Regions from separate parts of the Sus scrofa genome. Here regions 2 and 3 are each linked to region 1. Evidence: chromatin contacts called from public HiChIP or PLAC-seq data. All regions are on one chromosome and are shown on one strand. The core of a region is the stretch at or near the end of the contact, and the rest is flanking DNA. Distances in the headings are between cores, read along the strand shown. Region 1 holds the start of CCDC125 (coiled-coil domain-containing protein 125). Region 2 holds the start of LOC100517502 (small EDRK-rich factor 1). Region 3 holds the start of MCCC2 (methylcrotonoyl-CoA carboxylase beta chain, mitochondrial).

Evidence for each region. HiChIP or PLAC-seq counts read pairs in DNA pulled down with a chosen protein or histone mark.
Region 2: an H3K27ac HiChIP or PLAC-seq map of skeletal muscle shows a contact between it and region 1. The contact joins the promoter of LOC100517502 here to the promoter of CCDC125 in region 1. A contact is called at or near these places in 1 of 5 promoter capture datasets (fetal liver) and 2 of 2 datasets of contacts at active chromatin or transcription factors (alveolar macrophages and skeletal muscle).
Region 3: a contact with region 1 is called in an H3K27ac HiChIP or PLAC-seq map of skeletal muscle, with 4 times the contacts expected there. The contact joins the promoter of MCCC2 here to the promoter of CCDC125 in region 1. A contact is called at or near these places in 1 of 5 promoter capture datasets (fetal skeletal muscle), 1 of 47 Hi-C or Micro-C datasets (heart right ventricle) and 1 of 2 datasets of contacts at active chromatin or transcription factors (skeletal muscle).

What each region holds. Positions count from the first base shown.
Region 1 is chr16:47,475,819-47,479,939 of Sscrofa11.1, reverse strand. It overlaps CCDC125 (coiled-coil domain-containing protein 125), which reads left to right and starts at 1,351. Exons shown (of 12, transcript XM_013984842.2): 1 at 1,351-1,865.
Region 2 is chr16:47,794,746-47,798,937 of Sscrofa11.1, reverse strand. It overlaps LOC100517502 (small EDRK-rich factor 1), which reads left to right and starts at 1,359. Exons shown (of 3, transcript XM_003134027.5): 1 at 1,359-1,519; 2 at 2,298-2,406. The coding sequence starts at 1,513.
Region 3 is chr16:47,914,290-47,918,601 of Sscrofa11.1, reverse strand. MCCC2 (methylcrotonoyl-CoA carboxylase beta chain, mitochondrial) reads right to left here and starts at 1,294. Exons shown (of 17, transcript XM_005672531.3): 1 at 1,002-1,294. The coding sequence starts at 1,130.

The sequences.
Region 1 (4,121 bases), core at 102-2,601:
GTTGCATAACTTTACCTTCTCATCATCCCTGTACTCGGGATCTAATTTCTCCATATCCTTGACAACAACAGCCATCCTGAAGATGTAGTCGTATTTCATTTTGGTTTTGATAAGGTTTGCAAAGAATTCCATTAAGGATGTAGTTTATTGAGTCCCCTACTGATGGACATTTAAATTGTTTCCAGCTTTTTGTTTTTAATTTTATGAGAATGATAAGAAAGGATAACATATATTACTATGTGCCAGGCACTCTTTTAAACACATTTCAAAAGTGGTGAACTCTGAATTCATATGACTACTACCTGAGGTGTAGGTATTATTATTATTTCCATTATAGGTGATGGAACCAAGCTTCATAGGGTTAAATGATTTACTCAGAATCACAACTAGGAAGTATCAGAGTCAGGATTCCAACTTAGCAGGCTCTTACCCATTAAATTGTGCTGCCTAATGCATATTTAACTTTGCACATGCAAGTTTATTGAGTAAATTCCTGGAAGATAAACTGTATGCAAGCATAACCTTTACAAGTTTCATTTAAATAAACTTGCCTATCATGTATATGTAAGACTTCATGCAAATCACTGTTGAGGGGAAGGCCTCCCAAGATAAATTCTTGCCCTCCAGATGATCTTAGTCAAGTATACAAAGAGGATAAAATGGACACTTTGAACAAACAGATTGTGATGCATGCCCCATTGGAGATTCTAACAAAATGAGAGAATAACCTACAATGAGTAGCAGAAAAGGATAAATGATGTAGGATGCAGGGCATTGAAAGATGGGCATGAGGCAGAAAAGAAAGATGACTCAGACTAGTAGGATAATACCACTGTGTTTTTACCCAGTACTACCTGGGGTTAAATCACATACATTCTAAGGACAATTACTACTTCATAGCGCTATTGTGAGGACTAAATCAACAACAGTGCTTGTCACACACTAAGCACCACTTATGTGTTCATTATTGTTTTTAGTAATATGAATGGCTGTTTTGAAGACAATATTCTTTTCACTACTGGGACTCACTAAATTCTCTTGCTTATCAAGCTACTGCTAATAATTATCCTACTGCTAACACTGCTCATAATAAGCTTTTCTTTCAACAGAAGGTATATAGTGGGATCTAACAGAGAGCTATATACATTATGGGAATCTTAAAAAATATTAATATACTAATTTCAGTCCTAGGTTGTCAAGGGAACTCCCCAGTATATCATTTTGATGTTTGAGCCTATGTGTTGAAAACATATGACTGTGCCTTGTACTCCTAACAGGTGGAACCGTTCTCACCTTTCTAAGAGTCTGCCTCCCAGGTTATCATCCTCAATTTGGCTTGAATAAAATTCCCTTTTTCCCTTCCCTTCACTGTTAACTGAATTTTCGTCGACATTAGTTTATTTCTAAAGTGAGTAATCATTAAATCCTGCCAAGTTTTTTGACCACTATGAAATGCCTTCAATTATTTCAAGAGATGTCGGCTATTAGGAAATAATACCCACATCACTGCACCAGGTGATGAAGCTAATGACCCAGCACGTTTTGGGTGGGGTTAGAGGGAGATGGGGCCCTTCCCGTGAAACCCACAAGCGCGGGAGGCCCGAATAGCAGCTTTCCAGGTCCAGTTTCGCCTTCGCCCCAGCAGTTCCTTGGCCCACAAGGCGCCCTCATTGCTCAGCGCTGAGAGCCTGCCTTTCAAGGCCCGCAGCCCCCGCTGAGCCATAGCTCAGCTCTATCCTTCTCTTACGCGACTCCGAGATGCTTCATGTTGGAACCAACTAATTTTACCTTCTTTGAGCCGCACACTCGGCCTCCTATTTCTCCAGGTCTCCAACTATATTTGTAATTCGGTTGTGCGCAGCTGGGTAAGTTATGCGCGTCCACGTTGTGCAGCGCTACCAGCCCGACACGAACCAGGTGAGCTCGGGCCGTGGCCCGGTGGTAGTTGGCGGATCTAAAGTCCGGCCGCGCCCGCCTTTCCGGTAGTGGCCGCGCAGGTCGGTCACGTGGCTGGAAGAGCGGCGGCGCGCGCGGCCTGGAGGGTCGGTGCTCGGTGAGCGCGCTAAGGGGACGGGGGGGAGGGGCGGCACGAGGCGGCGGGGGGGTCCTGCTCCTGGAGCCGGATCGGGACTCGCACAGCCTCCGAGGAGGCTGGGGAGGGTGCGCGGCCAGACCTCGGGGCGGGGCCTTGCAGATTCGGAAAAGCACAGCGGAGAGTGGGCGAGCTGGCAAACTGGCTCCTTCTTCGCCGAATGCTACTTTAGTGGCCTCACCTGATATTGCAGAAATAAGAAATAGATTTGAAAGACTTTGTTTCTACCTCTTCTCCCCTCCTCCTATGTTATTTTTTTTCTAGTTTTTTTTTTTCTACCAATTTTAAGCCTTAAAGCTATAGCGCACAAAATGCCGTGTGGTATCCTGGATTGGAACCTGGAACGGAAAAACGGCATCAGTAGAAAAACTGGGGAAATCCTGATAAAATATGTGGTTTGGTTAAGTGCGTGTATCAATGTTAATTTTTTATTTTTGATAAATGTACCCTAATGTTGCACTACAGGAATTTGGGTCGGGGGTATACAGGAGTTCACTGTACTATCTTTGCGACTTACTGTAAATCTAAAGTTATTTTAATATAAAAGTTGAAACGAAATCCTACAGCGATATGTAGCAGGCCAGTGTTTACAGAAAAGAAAGGGCTGAAATTAGTTCCTTTTTACCAAGCCTGACAGGAATTAGGTCTCTGTTTGATCAACTTGTTTGCTAAGGAAAGGGTTGGCCGGCTAGTGGGTGTGGATGCTTCTAGTTCAAGTTTTCTGGGCAGGAATCTCTTCTCTTTCAAGTTCATCCATCAGATGTCTTTGAAACACCTGCTGTGCACAGTCATTGAGACACATGTATTGCCTGCACTAGGGGCGTGTACAATAAAAACACAAGTCAGGTAGGAAGTAAGGACTATGAGAAGGGTACAACACAGGAGTTTCGCTGGAGCGAAACGGGATCGGTGGTGTCTCGGGAGCACTAGGACCCAGGTTTGCTCCCTGGCCCAGCGCAGTGGGTTAAGGATCTGGTGTTGCACCTGTGGCTCAGATCTGATCCCTGGCCCTGGGAACTCCACCTGCCCATGGAGCAGCCATAAGGTATGACACAGAGCTAGAAGGATTCAAAGGTACGAGAAAGCACTGCTGGTCCAGGAGAGTTTGTCATGAACTGAGGGAGGCCTGAGAGAAGAAAGCCATTCCAGAGTGGCTCCAGCAGAGGCTTTAAGGACGCCAGGCAGAGGGCACCTGGGAGCAGGAACAATCCACGTTACACGGAAGCACAGATCATGTGCAGGGAGTACGGCAGATGGCACAGGAAGTGAAAACTGGAGTTTCCTTACAGAAAACAAGGGTGACGCCTACTTTAATTATATGCCACGGGAGCTATGGGATGTTTTGGGGCAGGAGAGGGGTGTAAAAAGCCTCCGATTCCAAAATTTTGGCCCTGGGTGTTTTGGAGCATGGTTGATGGATTTGCAGAAAGAGAGGACTCTGGACGAGATCTGGGGGTGGGGTGGTTGGAAGGGTGATGCATTTACTCTTGAACAAGCTGTGCTTGAACAGCTAGAGACATGTATTCAAGAGTATTTGGGATTGCAAGCTAAACATCCGAGGAAGGGCTGGGAAGAGGAAAGGGAGCCAGAGCAAGCAGATAGGAAGCATTCAGGGATCCCTGTGGAATTGAGGGGTCAGCATGGACCAGGGCCCTGGACCTGGTTACTCAGCGCTCTCACAGCTTCTGCAGAGGTGGAGCAGCCTGAGGGATGAGACTAGACCTGGGATTTAGCCATTAGGAAAACACACGTCGCTTTTCAAAGTTGTTTTAGTGGGAAAGTAGAAGACTGCTCACAGTAGTCTATGCATCCAGTGGCCTTTCCCAAGTGGGCCGGGAGCCAGAGATGTGGTTTCGAGTTCTGGCTCTGCCACTGCCTGTGTAATTCTGGGCAAGTCATGTATGCTTGGGCTGGCATAGGAAGACACATGCCTTAGTAAAACCAAAGGGACCCTTGTATTCCTAGCAACACCAAATAGTTCATAGAGCCAGGGTGCCATGGGGCACACTTTGGAAAATGCTGATACAGA
Region 2 (4,192 bases), core at 110-2,609, 320 kb before region 1:
GGCCAGAACCTGTATCTCTGATTGGACCCCTAGCCTGGGAACCGCCATAAAAAAAAAAAAAAAAAAAGTACACAAGGAAGGAGTTCCTGTTATGGCACAGCAGAAAAGAATCCGACTGGTATCCATGAGGACGAGGGTTTGATCCCTGGCCTCGCTCAGTGGGTTAAGGATCGGCATTGCCGTGAGATGTGGTGTAGGTTGCAGACGCAGCTCAGATCCTGTGTTGCTGTGGCTCTGGCCTAGGCAGGCAGCTACAGCTCTGATTCAACCCCTAGCCTGGGAACTTTCATAAGACAAAAAATAAAAAATGAAAAAAATAATAACCAACAAATTAAAAGCCTTACAAAATAGGATAATTTTAGGGTGTCCAGACTAACTCTACCCATTTTTCAGTTTGTAACAATTAACAGAATAGATGAAGATAATAAATACCAAGCATCTTTACATGTCTGCATCTAGCCATGACAGATGCTCCACCGCTTTTCAGTAGGTTTAAGGTAATTCTAGGCTATTCTGAATTCCTGGTAATACTACATTCCCTTCCATTCTTTCCCCATCACACAACCCAAGCACAGAGCCACGGAACTCCCAAAGTACTGTCCACCCTGACAAAGCATTGGGATAAAATAGGAAATGAACAGACTTGAGAGAGTCTGTTTTCAACTTGAATCTCACTTCTGCCTCACTGCACTGCTCCCTGCCTAGTAGATCTGTCGCTTCTGGTCTCAGTCTCAGTTGCTTCTTCCAAAAAAACGAGAACAATTAAGACCACCTTGCAAGCTTGATGGGTGAATAAAGAAGTAAGGGGCCAATACCACCTTTCGCAGAGCTAACATTCAATCTATCTATTCTGTCCCCTTCCTCTCTTTCTCCCCTCTGAAACGTGATGAAAGATCGCCCAGGACATATGGAAGTTCTTGGACCAGCGGCAAATTTGAGCCGCAGTCGAGACCTATGCCACATTTGTTTCCAGATTCTTAACCCACTGCTGCGGAATAGAGGATCCAACCCCTTCCGCTGCAGACACAACACGGGCTCCTTAACCCGCTACGCCACAGCGGGAACTCCTAGATATTCTAACTTTTAATGTCGCTACCCCAAAAATGGGGGCTGGTCAAGCCCCAGTTCGCTGTACGCAGAGAGGAAAGTCCACACACGCCTATCCCTCTCTCAGACACAGGCCCGCTTTCTGAACTCTACCAAACTTGCACGGCGGAACGACCCTGGCAGCACACTACTCTCCGCTGCGGCGGATCCGCGGCCCGCGCCAGGGACCGCACCGCCCCGCACCCACGCACCGCACCCCCGCCCCGCCGCCAGCGGCCGCGCAGGCGCAGTCCCTCTCCGGCCAAGCCGGCTGCTGTCTGGGCTTGGTGGGCGGGGCGGTCGACCTCTCTCAGGAGTATCCCGCCGCCGCGGGCTCTGTCTCTCAGATCTACCAGTGGGCACGGCTGCTGAGCGTGCGAAGTCGTTGTTTTTCTAAGTAGCTCTCTTCCAAGCTCAGTGGTCAGCATGGCCCGTGAGTGTGCAGACCGGTAGAGGAAGCCGCAGGGAGCGTCGGGCTAGGAAGTCTAGCGCAGAGGCCCAGCGGGCGGGAGGCGGGGGCCGGCTGGTGAAACCCGTTCTGTCCGGCGCAGTGGGGACCCGGTTTGCAGTGAGATGGGAGAGAGGGAAGGTTGGCTCCGGTCCAGCCTGAAAGGTCGGACAGGTATCTGCCCCTCCGATACAAGTTTACACAGCAAGGAGCACCTCCCTGGAGATGGCAGCCCTGGGAGGGGTCTTATTTTGGAGGTGACTTATAGCTGGTGCTTAATACTTAAAAAGTCGAGAGGCCTAATGAGGACCAGGAATTCTGAGTCTCTTCCCTCGTTCTTTTGTTTGGCCCTTGCAGGTAATGTTTTAGTAGCATCTGTCTTCGCTTGCTTAACAATTGAATTATCGTGGGCCAACTTGTGTGAGATGTGGTCTGTGATGTATCTTTCACTCTCCACCCACACTTCTCAAAAGCCAGAACTTATTTTGAAATACTGGCCCATATAGACAGACAACTGGAATGCCTGTTTGAAGAGATCTGGTATTTATAGGTAGTGAACACCTTAACTAGTATAATAATATTCTTAAGACCTTAAGTGTTTACCTCTTAGCTTCCTCCTTGTCGTCAGATCCAGGAACACCATTCAAGGCCATTCTTTGCTGGCTTACCACTTAAAAAGCAAACTTCAGATGCATTTAAATAAAGGCCTTAGAATGGAATTATTAATTTTGTAGATGGGAAAATAGCATGACTGTCTTCCTAGGTGGAAATCAACGAGAACTTGCCCGCCAGAAAAACATGAAGAAATCGCAGGAAATTACTAAGGGAAAAAGAAAAGAGGATAGCTTGACTACTTCTCAGAGAAAACAGAGGTAAGTGATACTAAAGGAATTCTCAAGTCACGGAAGTTTTCATATTGGAGAATGGAAAGCATTTTTTATTTTTTAAATCCTTAGTAGAATTAGGCCTAATCTGCAGAAGAGGGCAACAGCTCAGTATATGTTGTGCACCAGGCATGCTAACACTGTATTATGGGGCAGTCATTATTCCAACTCATGGATGAAGAATTTAAAGCTCTCAAACTGCAATTTGTTTTGCAGAAAGTCTTATGCAACTTTACCATAACCATGTGAATTTCATTTAGCTTCCATTGTTGGGTGCTAAGGATAAACATTATCTTTTTCTTTTTCTTTTTCCTTTTTTTTTTTTTTTTGTGCCTCACCCACGGCATATGGAGGTTCCCAGGCTAGGGGTTGAATCAGAGCTGCAGCTGCCAACCTACACCACAGCTCAGGGCAAGGAGGGATCCTTAACCACTGAGCAAGGTCAGGGATCTAATCCATGTCCTCACAGATATGAGGCAGTTTCGTTAACTGCTGAGCCACAACAGGAACTCCTAGGACAAACATTTTCAAAGCAGACATCCTACCCACTAGTCTGAATGACAGGTCACCAATTATATGGATAACTGTTCTGAAAGAGACACAGCATATATAGCTGTACTGATGTCTGAAGATCCATTGAATTGGAGAGAATGCAGGTGCACAGGTGTCAATGCAGGTGCTTTGACATATATGACTCTAAGTGACAAATAATATAAAACTGCTACAGAAATACTTTGAGACTGCCACTTAAGCTCAAGGAAAAGGATTCATGTTTCTAAAAAAAGTCAAATTTAATTTTATTCTAAAATTTTGTTGTCCATGTGGAACTTGGAGGTTAGGCGAATAATTGACTACACAGGCTTCAGTATGTCTTCTCTGTGGTCCTCAAGCCTGGCTGCACATTAGAATCACCTGAGAAACCTTCACTTCTGCTCAGGCCTGTGCCCTACACCTGGTCCTGATTTAAACTGGTCTGGGGTTGGGCATTAAAAACTGCTCTAGTCTATAGCCGTGCCACCTTGAACGTGTGCCATCACGTCTGATCTCGGAAGATAAGCAGGGTCAAGCCTGGTTAGCACTTGAATGGGAGACCGTCTGGGCATACCGGGTGCTGTAGGCTTAAGTGGGTTGGGGATCTGCTGTTGCCGTGAGCTGTGGTGTAGGTTGCAGATGCGGCTTGGATCTGGTGTTGCTGTGGCTGTGGCGTAGGCCGGCAACAGCAGCTCCAATTAGACCGCTAGCCTGGGATCTTCATATGCCATGGGTGTGGCCCTAAAAAGACAAAAAGACCAAAAAATAAAGATAAATAAATTTGGGAGTTCCCGTCGTGGCACAGTGGTTAATGAATCCGACTAGGAACCATGAGGTTTCGGGTTCGGTCCCTGCCCTTGCTCAGTGGGTTAAGGATCCGGCATTGCTGTGGCTGTGGTGTAGGCCAGCAGCCTGAATAGACCCCTAACCTGGGAACCTCCATATGCCATGGGTGTGGCCCTAGAAAAAACAAAAAGACAAAAAAAAATAGATTAAAAACTGCTCTAGGTAAATTTTATTGTACTTAAGTTAAACCTGACATTAAAAGCTCCCCATGTGATTCTGATGTGCACTCTGAGTTTAATGAGGTTCAAGGTTTTTACCATTTTCTTTGCATAAGTGTCTTACTGATACATTAGAGCTACTCATCTTGCATTAAAATCTAATACTAAATGTATGCAATAACAGCACAGGAAAGAGCCTGGACTTCGAAGTTGTACAGATCTTGGTTTTTATGCGATTT
Region 3 (4,312 bases), core at 45-2,544, 440 kb before region 1:
GCGGGATCCGAGCCGCGTCTGTGACCTACACCACAGCTCATGGCAATGCCGGATCGTTTAACCCACTGAGCAAGGCAGGACCGAACCCGCAACCTCATCGTTCCTAGTCGGATTTGTTAACCACTGCGCCACGACGGGAACTCCTAATTTTTGTTTTTTTGTTTGTCTGTCTTTTCTAGAGCCACACCCATGGCATATGAAGGTTCCCAGGCTAGGGGTCTAATCGGAGCAACGCCGGGATCCTTAACCCACTGAGCGAAGCCAGGGATCAAACCTGCAACCTCTCGTTCCTAGTCGGATCTGTTAACCACTGAGCCACGACAGGAACTCCTGCACAATTTAATGTTATCTGTGTAGGCTTAGAAACCATGAGAGAGACTGAAAATTTCCAGCTCTGATATTTCACAAACCAGGAGTTGTCTCTATAACCTTGTGATGCCTCCCAAGTCCAAGAAAGACCATTTGAGACACATAAATGGTCTTAACATAGACCATTCTATTCTATTAACATAACCAACTATTTAAAGTCTGGGAAGCACAAGCCAGGGGGAGCTGTGCTAGGCCAGTGGTTCCCAAACCTGACAGCCACCAAGCCCCCCCCCCCCAACTTCATTAACTATGCAAACACTAGGACTCCACCCCGGAGACCAAAAAGATCCAGGGTGAGGATTAAGGCAGCTGTACTACGAACAAATTTCCAGGTGACAATTGCTAAACCAGGTTTTGAGAACAACTGATGGTAAAGATACAAAATACAGTACCACTGCTAAAAGGGAACTAAAATGTATCTGATTTTCTCTTGCAAACTTCAGGAATCCCTAGCGCGTCCCAGAATCCTGATGGGATCCAGAGAACAAAGCAGCCGCTGTTAAAGTGAGCCCATCCTCCACCCGCTTCCCAGTCCAGCCAGTGCCTCGGCCCGTCGGTCCGGCCCTGGAGGACAAGTGGAAGACGAATCACTGACTCAGGCTAGGTCCTCCAGGCCGCTCACCCAGCCTTACCTGGTAGATGGCAGAGCTAGAGTCTGGTTGAGTGCCCAGTGCGACCACGGAAGCCCCATGATAGGCGCGCAGCGTGGAGACAGGGACGCGGGCGCACGGCCTCAGGGCCAACCTCAGGGTAGCCCACATGGCAGCGGGCACAAAGGCAGGAAGGAACGCGTGAGAGCCGCCTGCGCCGATTCGGAGCCCAAGCTTCCCCCTTCAACTCCCCGTCTCGAGGCCACAGCTCCACTCCGCTCCAGGCAGCCCTAACTCGCCTGAAACCTCCCAGATTCTCAAGTCGACCTCCGCACGTGCTGACGCACGCCGTCCGTGATTGGTCGGCCTGAGCCCCACGCCCCCCAACTCAGCCAATAAGGGACAGGGGTGCAGCCCACGAGGCCTGTCGTATCGCGAGCCTGTGGAGACGCGCCTCCTAAGACGCTGAGCTGAGAGTTGAGAGCTGGGCTAGGTTTCCTTTCAGTCGGTCTCAGCTCTTTTGCTATGCACCATTTTCTTCTTCTCCTGCAGACAGAAAGGACATTGCGGGACTTGAAAAAGCTTATCTTATATGAGAGCTGGACACTGAACAAGCTGCCCTAAGAAATTAAACTCTTTATTCATCCATTCAACAAGTATTTCTTTTTCTTTTTTTTTTTTTTTTTTTTGTCTTTTTGCCATTTCTTGGGCCGCTCCCTCAGTATATGGAGGTTCCCAGGCTAGGGGTCTAATCAGAGCTGTAGCTGCCAGCCTACGCCAGAGCCACAGCAACGGGGGATCCGAGCCGCGTCTGCAACCTACACCACAGCTCGCAGCAACGCCGGATCCTTAACCCACTGATCAAGGTCAGGGATCGAACCCGCAACCTCATGGTTCCTAGTTGGATTCGTTAACCACTGAGCCATGACGGGAACTCCAACAAGTATTTCTTAGGTGTCTTCTGTCAGGTGCTCTTCGGGAGCTGGGGATACAGTGGAGAACAGGCACAGTGCCCTCCTTTATAAAGCACAGAGATCATGAACAAGTAAATTAAAAACTCTAAGAGTGATAAATTACAACTTGGATGTACATATTTTATATATGTTTTATATAGGATTATAACATTTCTAAAACTTTGCCTATAACAAATCTGGGCTTCTTATCCACTGGACAATGAGAAAAAATCTTATTTAGTCCACTTAAGTCTGAGACATTTTCAATTAGTTTTATACATGATGTTAGATAAAGGCCTGGCTAAATTCCTTAGTATATGGGTACCAAGTTTTCCCAACAACATGAAGAGACAGTCCTTTCCCCATTGAATAGTCTTTGGCTCCCTTGTCAAAAAAAAAATTTTTTATCAAAAATTATTTCGCATGCAATGGTTTTTTTCTGGACTTTCTATTTGATTCCATTGGTCTGTATGTCTGTCTGTATACCAGTACCACATAATTTTTATAGCTGTGGCTTTGTAATAAGTTTTTAAATTATTAAGTGTGAGTCTTCCAGCTTTGTTCTTCTTTTTCAAGATTATTTTGCCTATTGTTTTGTAATTGCTTTTGTAGTTTCCTTTTCAGGTTGTTCATTATTAGCATATTTAAATGCAGGAGTTCCTATTGTGGCTCGGCAGTTTATGAACCGGACTAGCATCCATGAGGACACTGGTTCCATCCCTGTTCTAGCTCAGTGGGTTAAGGATCCAGCGTTGTGATGTAGGTCACAGACGTGGCTCAGATCCACTGTTGCTGTGGCTCTGGCGTAGAGGGATGGCTACAGCTCCAATTGGGCCCCTAGCCTGTGAAACTCCATATGCTGCAGGTGCGGCCCTAAAAAGACAAAAAAAAATAGACAAAAAAACCCTCAATTTTTAACTGTGTACTGCTCTTTTGCAGAATTCATTAGTTCTAATTGTGTGTGTGTGTACATAATCTTTAGGGCTTCCTGCATGTAATAAATCATCTGTGAACTGTTATAATTTTACTTTATCCTTTCCAATATAAATGCCTTTTATTTCTCATTCTTACCTAATTGCTCCAGCTAGAATTTCTAGTACTATATCAAATTAAAATGGTTAAAGTGGACATCCTTAGCTTGTTACTGATCTTAGAGGAAAAGATTTCAATTTTTCACCATTAAGTATGATATTTGCTGTGGGTTTTCCCCATGTGGCTCTTATGATGTTAAGGTTAGTTTCCTTCTAGGTTTGTTCAGTGTTTTTTTCATTTGTTTTTGTTTTTTGCTTTTTATCCTTAGTATACATCTGGTGTTGCCATGAGCTGAGGTTTAAGTCCCAGACATGGCTCGGATCTGATGTTGCTGTGGCTGTGGCGTAGGCCATCAGTTGTAGGTCTGATTTGACCCCTAGCCTGGAAACCTCCATTAGCCACATGTGTGCCCCCCCCCCCAAAAAAGGATGCCAAAGCATAGAACTAACAAAAAAATAATTCATATCCTACCTTCAATTCAACTAGAAGATATATGGGAGTTCCCACTATGGCATAGTGGGTTAAAAATCTGACTATGGTGGCTTGGGTCATTTCAGAGGAACAGGTTTGATCCCCAGCCTGGTACAGTGAGTTAAAGCATCCAGAATTTCCACACCTACGCCTCTGAATCAGTCCTGGCCCAAGAACTTCCATACGCTTCGTGCGTGGCCATAAAACAAAACTAGGAAATATATGAAGGCAGTAGGCAAAAATAGGAAGAATAGTATCCATAAGGACTCAGGTTTAATCCCTAGCCTTGCTCAGTGGGTTAAGGATTCTGTGTTGCCATGAGCTGTGATGTAGGTCACAGACGTGGCTAGGGTCTGGTATTGCTGTGGCTGTGATGTAGGCCAGCAGATACAGCTCTGATTCAACCCTAGCCTGGGAACTTCCATATGCCAAGGGTGCGGCCCTAAAAAGACAAAAATAACTAACTAAATAAATGTCCATTGAAATGCAAACATTTAGATTAGATAACCCAGGAGTTCTTTTGTGGTGCAGTAAGTTAAGCATCTGACGCCTTCACTGCAGTGGCTTGGATCATTGCTGTGGTGTGGGTTCAATCCCTGGCCCAGAAACTTCCACATGCTCAGGTGCAGCTAAAAAAAAAAAAAAAAAAAAAAAAAAGACGTCAAGATCCTAATGTTTAGCACTATATCCAATCTCCTGGGATAAACATTGAAGATGAATGGATAAGATTTTATGTGTGCGTGTGTGTGTGTAAATATATATAATGGAATACTACTCAGTCATAAAAAATAATGAAATAATGCCATTCACAGGAACATGGATAGAACTGGAGATTCTCATACTAAGTGAAGTAAGTCAGAAAGAGAAAGACAAATACCATATGAATATCACTTATCT